Regions from separate parts of the Bombyx mori genome. Here region 1 is linked to region 2. Evidence: chromatin contacts called from public Hi-C data. All regions are on one chromosome and are shown on one strand. Each heading gives the region's core, a stretch centred on a gene start, on an enhancer-like site or on the middle of the called end of the contact. The rest is flanking DNA. Distances are from core to core; before and after follow the strand shown. Region 1 overlaps LOC101739270 (interference hedgehog). Region 2 overlaps LOC101739270 (interference hedgehog).

Evidence for each region. A called contact is a pair of places that touch in the nucleus more often than the background predicts.
Region 1: a Hi-C map of whole pupa shows a contact between it and region 2, with 4 times the contacts expected there. The contact joins two enhancer-like sites. A contact is called at or near these places in 2 of 7 Hi-C or Micro-C datasets (both in whole pupa).

What each region holds. Positions count from the first base shown.
Region 1 is chr18:11,897,189-11,901,128 of ASM3026992v2, reverse strand. It overlaps LOC101739270 (interference hedgehog), which reads right to left. Exons shown (of 16, transcript XM_038017187.2): 13 at 2,163-2,363; 14 at 1,439-1,637. Among protein-coding and RNA genes, the nearest start is that of LOC134200587, 14 kb to the right of the region's middle. Within about 2 kb of position 2,253, at least 2 of the 8 cell types and tissues checked have open chromatin away from gene starts, as enhancers often do.
Region 2 is chr18:11,854,684-11,858,928 of ASM3026992v2, reverse strand. The region is part of intron 1 of LOC101739270 (interference hedgehog); the gene reads right to left. Among protein-coding and RNA genes, the nearest start is that of LOC101739270, 11 kb to the right of the region's middle. Within about 2 kb of position 2,583, at least 2 of the 8 cell types and tissues checked have open chromatin away from gene starts, as enhancers often do.

The DNA of each region.
Region 1 (3,940 bases), core at 1,004-3,503, 43 kb before region 2:
GCATTGATTGCTGATGCTTGTAAATAATAATTATATGTATTTTTATATTTAACTAGCCAAACAAGCAATACACTGCACTGCGACTATCGCGTAATGTACAACAAAACCCCTTTTGTTAACTACTCGCACGCCACTTTTCATATATTGCTGGTACCTTGACAAAGCATATAATTTACTAGCAGCCCGCTCCGGCTCCGCTCGGGTCTTTAACAAAAATTTCAACGATATTTGACGTTGTTTTATTTTTTTTTAATAAAAAAACACTTATTGCGGCATAACTATGTTAAACATATGCTGTCGCGACACTTTTTGTAAATAATAATGTGTTCTACAAATTTGTAGTATATTATTTTAAGAAATCAATTTCAAAAGAAATATTTTAGAAATCATGAATAGTTTTCGCAGGGCACGCGATGTAAAGAATATTTTAGGTAATTTTTTTACACCTTGGATTACACTATTGGAATTTTAGTACGAATCCCTTTTTTTTTTAAAAAAGATTATACCCTATGTCACTCGGGAATAGTTTAGCTTCCAAACAGTGAAAGAATTTTTCAAATCGGTTCAGTAGTTTCGGGGCCTATTCAATACAAACAAACAAATAAATCTTTCCTCTTTATAATATTAGTATAGATACGTGGATAGATAGTATAGATAGATATACGCGGTTCATTTTGAAAGTCGAACCTTACTTCGGTGATTAGTTCTACTCTGAATTCGTGTTCGTGGGCGTAACCATTTTAATTGAACGTAATTGGTATACTATTCCTTTCTAATAATATAAATAGCTCACTTATAGATTATTTACCGATACAAATCACATCTAACGTTTGTTGTCTGAGCTGGGTTTTAATGAGAAATCGACTTAATGAGTTTTCTTAGAAATTCGTTGCTGCAAGTGTTTTGTGAAAAACGATTCGATTTAATTACTATTCTTGACAATAGACTGTTAATTGGCGAGTAGTGCAATCTCCAACATGCCGGCTTTCACTGCGCTGCCTCATATAACCGCCCTTCCTCCCAGATCCAGACATTTATTGATATCGATACATTTAGATATTTAGATTTTCCTCTGTCTTCGCGCGGAAGGGTAGGTGAGTTCACGGGTTAAACCTGAGAGAATTTACTAATACTAGCCCTAGGAAGAGCAGCGCTTCGAAAATTCTACCATCGGCTCGGAATCGCGACCCACTGAGAAGATCCGGCGAGAAACTCAGTGGGCTGTGTCTGTGGGTCGTCGAAGTCTTCGTCGTAATCGACGAGGACGGTGACTGGTGGTTGAGGATATTTTGATTGACGTCGGAGGAGTACAGTTCTCCTTAAGCCAATTGCTTACCATTGCTGATGATACAGCTGTTTCCAAGTTCCCAGTTTAAACAAGGCCATTTTCTTCGGCTATTTTTTTTGCAGGTGTTGAAAAATTAAGTGGAATGCTCACTGTGTTTAGGCAGTCTCCTGGCTCGCCGACACATGAGCGCGGCGAACAGCGCGGCGACCAGCACGCCGCCCGCGCCCAGCGCCGCGCCCAACGCCACGCCCGCGCCCCCCGCGCCCCCCGCACCGGTCGCGCCCGCCTCCGACACCGGCGCTGGACTCGTCGATGTCGGCGCGTTGGATAGCTTCTGGGTCTTTGCCACCTGTATTATTTCATTTTTATAAACCACTTCCATTAATTCATTCGATTCATAGCACTGTCTACACCAGGGGTTTTTGTAGCGCGAAATGTCTTAATATTTTAAGCCAGTAAAAAATCTGAAAATTAAAATTTCGTCATAACAAAGAGCAATCTGCCGCTCACTTAAATTCAGATAGCAGTCGATTGGTGCTTGATTGATGATGCTGTTACAGATGGCACATCCATCACATACGTGAACAATCTAACGTTGATGACTTTCAAACTGGTGGTAGGACCTCTTGTGAGTCCGCGCAGGTAAGTACCACCGCCCTGCCTATTTCTGCCGTGAAGCCGTAATGCGTTTCGGTCTGAAGGGCGGGGCAGCCGTTGTAACTATACTGAGATCTTAGAACTTATATCTCAAGGTGTGTGGCGCATTTACGTTGTAGATGTCCATGGGCTCCAACAACCACTTAGCACTAGGTGGGCTGTGAACTCGTCCAACAATATAAGCAATAAAAAAAACTGACTTGATTTTCAAACTGACCTTAATAGCGCTGAATTCAGAAGGGGCCTGTAATGTGTACGCCCTGAGCTTCAACTCATATTGAGTATCGGGTGAGAAGTGGTGCAGCTCTAACGAACGAGCTGATGCAGGAGCTCTCACGCACTCGTAAGCTCCCGCAGAGGACACCGCACGCACACAGAGATAGAACCCTTCTGTCTCCGCACCATCACCACGAGACCACTACAACAAGGTAAGCCCAAGGTGGAGGTTACTGATGGTAGGACCTCTTGTGACTTACTGGTGGTAGGACCTCTTGTGAGTCCGCACGGGTAGGTACCACCACCCCACCTGTTTCTGCCGTGAAGCAATAATGCGTTTCGGTTTGAAGGGTGGGACAGCCGTAGTGACTATACTGAGACCTTAGAACTTATATCTCAAGTTGGGTGGCGCATTTACTTTTCAGATGTCTATGGGCTCCACTAACCACTTAACACCAGGTGCGATGTGAGCTCGTCCACGCAAATAAAAGCCCACTAAGCATCTGGTGGAAGAATTCTCGTTTTGACATCCGTAAGCTCCATTAACCATTAAACACGGAGCCATTCGTGAATTTCTTTAGAGAGCAATCAAAAAATAACATAACAGTCCTACTGATTCCATGATTAACTAATCCATGGCCATCGTATTTCTCGAGAAGAGTTGACGTCAAGCAACCGTAGGTGAAGACGATGTAATCTGTGCTATTTAGTTGAAGAAGTAGTTGTGATAAAACTTCTGTCCAATCAAAGCTTATGATTTAATACGCTGTTCAAATAAAATATTATATGTATACGTGTATGTACGTCTATATTAAAATATTTCGAAACACTAAAGTAGTCAGAATTATACAAATATAATGAGAATATATTGTATACTATTATAATAAAACGCGTATCACCGTAAAATCAATTACATTTATGAAAAAAATATAAATATGTATTTTTAGTTTCCTATTTGGAATTTTTTTTTTATTTGTTTGTAATTCAGCATAAAGTCTTGTGATCTTTTTAGGCGCGTTTGCCTAGAGTATTTTGCCTTTTCTTATCGCCCTGTGGTCTCTTTAGGCGCGTTCGCCTAGAGTCCTTTGCCTTTACATATCGCGGGTACACGTAGAGCTATTGGAGTGGAGTTTAAAGAAGACACCACTTTTTTTTTGTGTGTAATTCAGCACAAAGTCTTGTGATCTTTTTAGACGCGTTTGCCTACAGTCCTCTGCTTTTCCATATCGCAGGTACACGTAGAGCAATTGGAGTGGAGTTTAGAGAAGGCACTTTTATTTTTTTGTGTGTAATTCAGCACAAAGTCTTGTGATCTTTTTAGCCGCGTTATGTAAGACTAGTGGTCCCACAGTAGTGGAAATTCGACTATAATTACCTAATTGAAATTATAAGTATGTACATTATTATGGCTTTATTACTGTCAGACTTTTAAACTTCTATAATCACATATTTCGCAAAAACTACACTATAAACAAATAATATTAAAGACAAACTATATTAATCTATTCTCAATTTGACCACAGACTATAAACAATAAGAAAACTTTGACAATACACAAAGAGTATAAGCGTGTGTGTGTCATATACATGGTAGTGTGCGTAATGTTTTTTTAATTAATTTAATGTATTATTAATGCATAATTAAAAACAATTTTAACATTCTGCACTCCTTCTCTATATTCTCTGTAAGTGTGGGAAGTTTAATGCTCCTCCATCCGCGCAATTTTCATAAAAGGGGTACAAAGGTTTTGGCTTCACGTATTAATGTATAGATTAAGGT
Region 2 (4,245 bases), core at 1,334-3,833:
GTATAATCACCCATATAGATTTCACGTTGTTCATCATACTTATGCACATATCTTTATTTTGCACTGGTAATGAACTCACGACAACCTACACTTATTTCCAACTGCGCCATCTACCTATTTACGTCGCGAAACAATCTATCGTTGCACATTGAAACCTTCTATCGAAAACCGGAAAATAAGTAATAAAAAAGATGTGTGGTGTCGTGGGTCGCCGGATAGGAACGAAGTTCTTTATTTTAAAAATATTAATTTTAAGTTCTATTCGAGGTATAAATAAAATAAAACTGGAGGTTTCGCAACAACCCACGGTCATTCGGTAACGTGCGAACTTATTGTGGTACACTTCATTCACGGTTGTTTGCGTATGAGTTAGTGTATTGCGCAAACGAACGCTCTGAGATCGTGGTCAATGAATGATAAAAAAATATGTTATTTTTTGTACGTTATTACAAAGTTAAGTCGTACACTGTGTGCATTACTAGTAAAAATCTTACGTTACGGACGTTTTTTCCCGGTTAGGGTACCCCTCCGCATCGTCCCATAAGGAACTTCGTTCCAAAAATAAATTTAATTCGTCGTTTCAAACTGCATTAGTAATATACCCAAGACACAATAAGAATACTCTCACGTGTCAGATCGCCCGCAGCCATTTACGAATTCGAAGCATCGCATACACACAAGAAGAATCGAGTTTATGAACGAGGTTATAAAAAGGCAGTTTTTAATAATAATAAAAAACGAAAAACAAAAAAAGACGGAACGTAAAACAATTGTAAAAGGCCCGCATGCCACACGCCTCGCGAGTATAAAAATTATATGCTTTCGTTCCGTTCTTAAATATCAGACGGGTAAGAAATATATTGTGCTATTTCATTGGACGCGTACTTCACTGTAAATTAAACTGTGTGAGAAATACAAAACCGTGAGAAACTCTTGAATATATGACCAAATCTCATTGCAACTTCTCCATCGTCCGTCCATATTAGTAGTGAGTATTATTTAGTGTCTCTTAAGGCCTGGGCAGGCAACCAACAGACGCTTCGATTCTTGAGATCTTTATTCCCATGCCACCGCCATTTATTCCTCATCTCCAAACACTGTCCACATGAATCTTGTGATAAAATTTGGAGGCCAAAACATATTATCCTACTGCCATACATAGTAACCATAGCCTAAGATATTAACTCCTCCAAAATATGTGATGCACAGTTCACATATACAATCTGCCTCTGAATACAATATGTTTGTTGTGTCATCAATCAAGTTTATATTACATAGGTAGTCCACAATCCCAAGGCGCCCTGTAAAGGCCCCAAGCAAATATCTTAGTTGATTTCTATAAAGCCTCCCGGCTTTACCCTTATTGGTGTACTATAGAGCACTTTGGTATATCTTAGTAATGGCGTAATACGACGTTATTTCTGCCGTGACACAGACACGCATTCCGGTCTAAAGGTTCCGGCTTGCACTAAGGGTACTAGGGTGGGTGTCTAGGGCGACGAAATTGTCAAGGACTTCAAAATGTGGTGATCGTTTTCAAAGCATTATTCAAATATTGCGTATCTTAATGGTATTATCCGTTACTCTCGTCTAAAAAGATTTTGTTTGACAACTTACTTTTTTTTATTTGACTTATAATTTCGTAATAAAAAAGGTAATAATATTAAGTTCTACAATAAGTACTTGTATGTAGTATAGTTAGTTAGTAGTATAGTATAGTTGTATATAATATACGAGTATACATATGTGCTTCAATTTAAACAACTCACGTATGGTAAGGGCGCGTATGAAAGGTAAGACATCTGGACATTTTCTTTTTTTTATTGCTTAGATGGTTGGACGAGCTCACAGCCCACCTGGTGTTAAGTGGTTACTGGAGCCCATAGATATCCACAACGTAAATGCGCCACCCACCTTGAGATATAAGTTCTAAGGTCTCAGTATAGTTACAACGGCTGCCCCACCCTTCAAACCGAAACGCATTACTGTTTCACGGCAGAAATAGGCAGGGCGGTGGTACCCACCCGCGCGGACTCACAAGAGGTCCTACCACCAGTAATTACGCAAATTATAATATTGCGGGTTTTATTTTTATTACACCATGTTATTCCTTCACCGTGGAAGTCAATCGTGAACATTTGTTGAGTCGTATTTCATTAGAAAAATTGGTACCCGCCTGAGATTCGAACATCGGTGCATCGCTCAACACGAATGCACCGGACGTCTTATCCGTTAGGCCACGACGACTTCAAAACATGTATTAGATGAATATATTTAATTTATGTAACAGAGTGTCAATTTTCACTTTGCCCCAGAATAGTCAGGAAACGTCGGCCCTAGGCCTGGTCACATCTACTAAGTATTCATAATAAAAAATAAAAACAGAAGAAACAAACCCTAAACAACAGTAAAAACACTAAGACACATAAGACCAATAAGAAAGTCGAAAGACAACATTTCACAGAATAAACTGTACATATATAATACATAATAATTGTAATGCTCTTTATATTACATAGATAGTCGGTGCTGATTACAAAATGATAATGCCTAGTACAAATTCGTGTATGACATCAGAGGGCAGCGGTTCAATGAAAATGCGTCTTCAGATAACTTTTAACATTAAAAAGAATATTTGAACTCTAGTATGAATGAAATACACCGGCTACATAAGTAGCTAGATTATCTTAGTAGTCTAAGAAGCTTTTAATTTATAAGTAGACAAGTTCAAACGTCGACTTAAATAGCATCAGGGGTATATTCTATACCTATAACGAGGGGTGGAAAGCCGTTTGGTTTAAGCATCATTTTTGCAATATTACTGGAGAGCCATTTGAAGTTTAAAATTTGGAGAAAATACCATAACAAAAAAACTTCTTCTGCTATTTCAACGGAGTAAGCTTAGTTGAAGTTAAATTAAAAGCATCGAACTGTTTATGCTGATACCAAATAAAATATTTAATTACAAAGATAAATGTCGCGTCTTAAGCGATATGTAGCTTAAGTCCCTCGATAATATTTTGAGACAATTATTAAATTTTACCATAAAATGTGGCCGGTTTTAACACGTATATTGATTTTTGTTGTTATATGAATGAGATACGCCTTCATACAGTTACTGTTACCACTTAAGAAAAGTTTTTGCCATTGCAATTATCTTATGGTATACAACAGGTTGAAAATGATCTTAACAAATGATGCTTTACATATGTCCATTTAGCAAAAGCAAAACCTGACCGGGTTTCATTTAAGTAACATTTTAAAAGTATGTTACATCAACAATAACATCCATATTTACCGAGAATCAAAGTAGAACATGAAATACCTTCTACTTTAACTAACGCAGAAAAGTGCGTATTAATCGATAGGAAAATAAATTACATGAAGCTTGAAGAACCACTATTACCGTTAGATTCTCAAACATGGTCTTGAACACTTATCAACTACAGCAAACAGGTATTTATTGAACTGTAAACGTTACGATGTGGAGAATTCTACAAATGCGTAAGAGAAATTTTGTATCTCATTTAGAACTTTTATACAGAATATCCCAAAAAGTCTTGGGCTATAATTTGTTGATAACTGGAAATAAACTAGTTGGCTTCCGGCAAGCAAGGGCGGAGCTTTCACTGTAAGCCTCGATGGCGTTGCTATAATTAACATCATATAAAATACCTTATATAATTAAACCAAAATCGGCCAAATAATGAAAGATTAAAGTCTGGCCGAAACTAATTTCTGCAGAGTAAAGCTTTAAAGGCTCAAATTTGGGAACAGCCATGCTATATTAATTTAAAAAAAGTGCTCAAACTTTATAGAAGTTTGGAAATAAGCGTGTCCGGAACTGAACCATGTGTGGTCTCACAAGGGGTAAACGCATATCAATGACATGAGATCTAATTACACAACAAAGTGCTGCTTTTCGACAATCGATTTATGGATCACACAAATTTAGTCGAGGCGATACAGAATGGCTGATATGAAATATAGTTCAGAACCGTTGGGGTGATTTGTGTTTTAAATTAATGTATTATGGTATTTTTCCCAGAAGTTTTAGTTGGACTACACGTTTCAGGTTCCTTCAAGAAAAGCTCCAGGTAAAAGTATAGAAATTGAAAAGGGTACAACAGATACTGACGGGCCATACACAATAAATGGTTGCAGTTTTCATTTAACAAAATCATTTCAGCGGGAATGGTAATACGCTTTTTTAAAATTGAATATTGAACTTTTTAACAAATACAA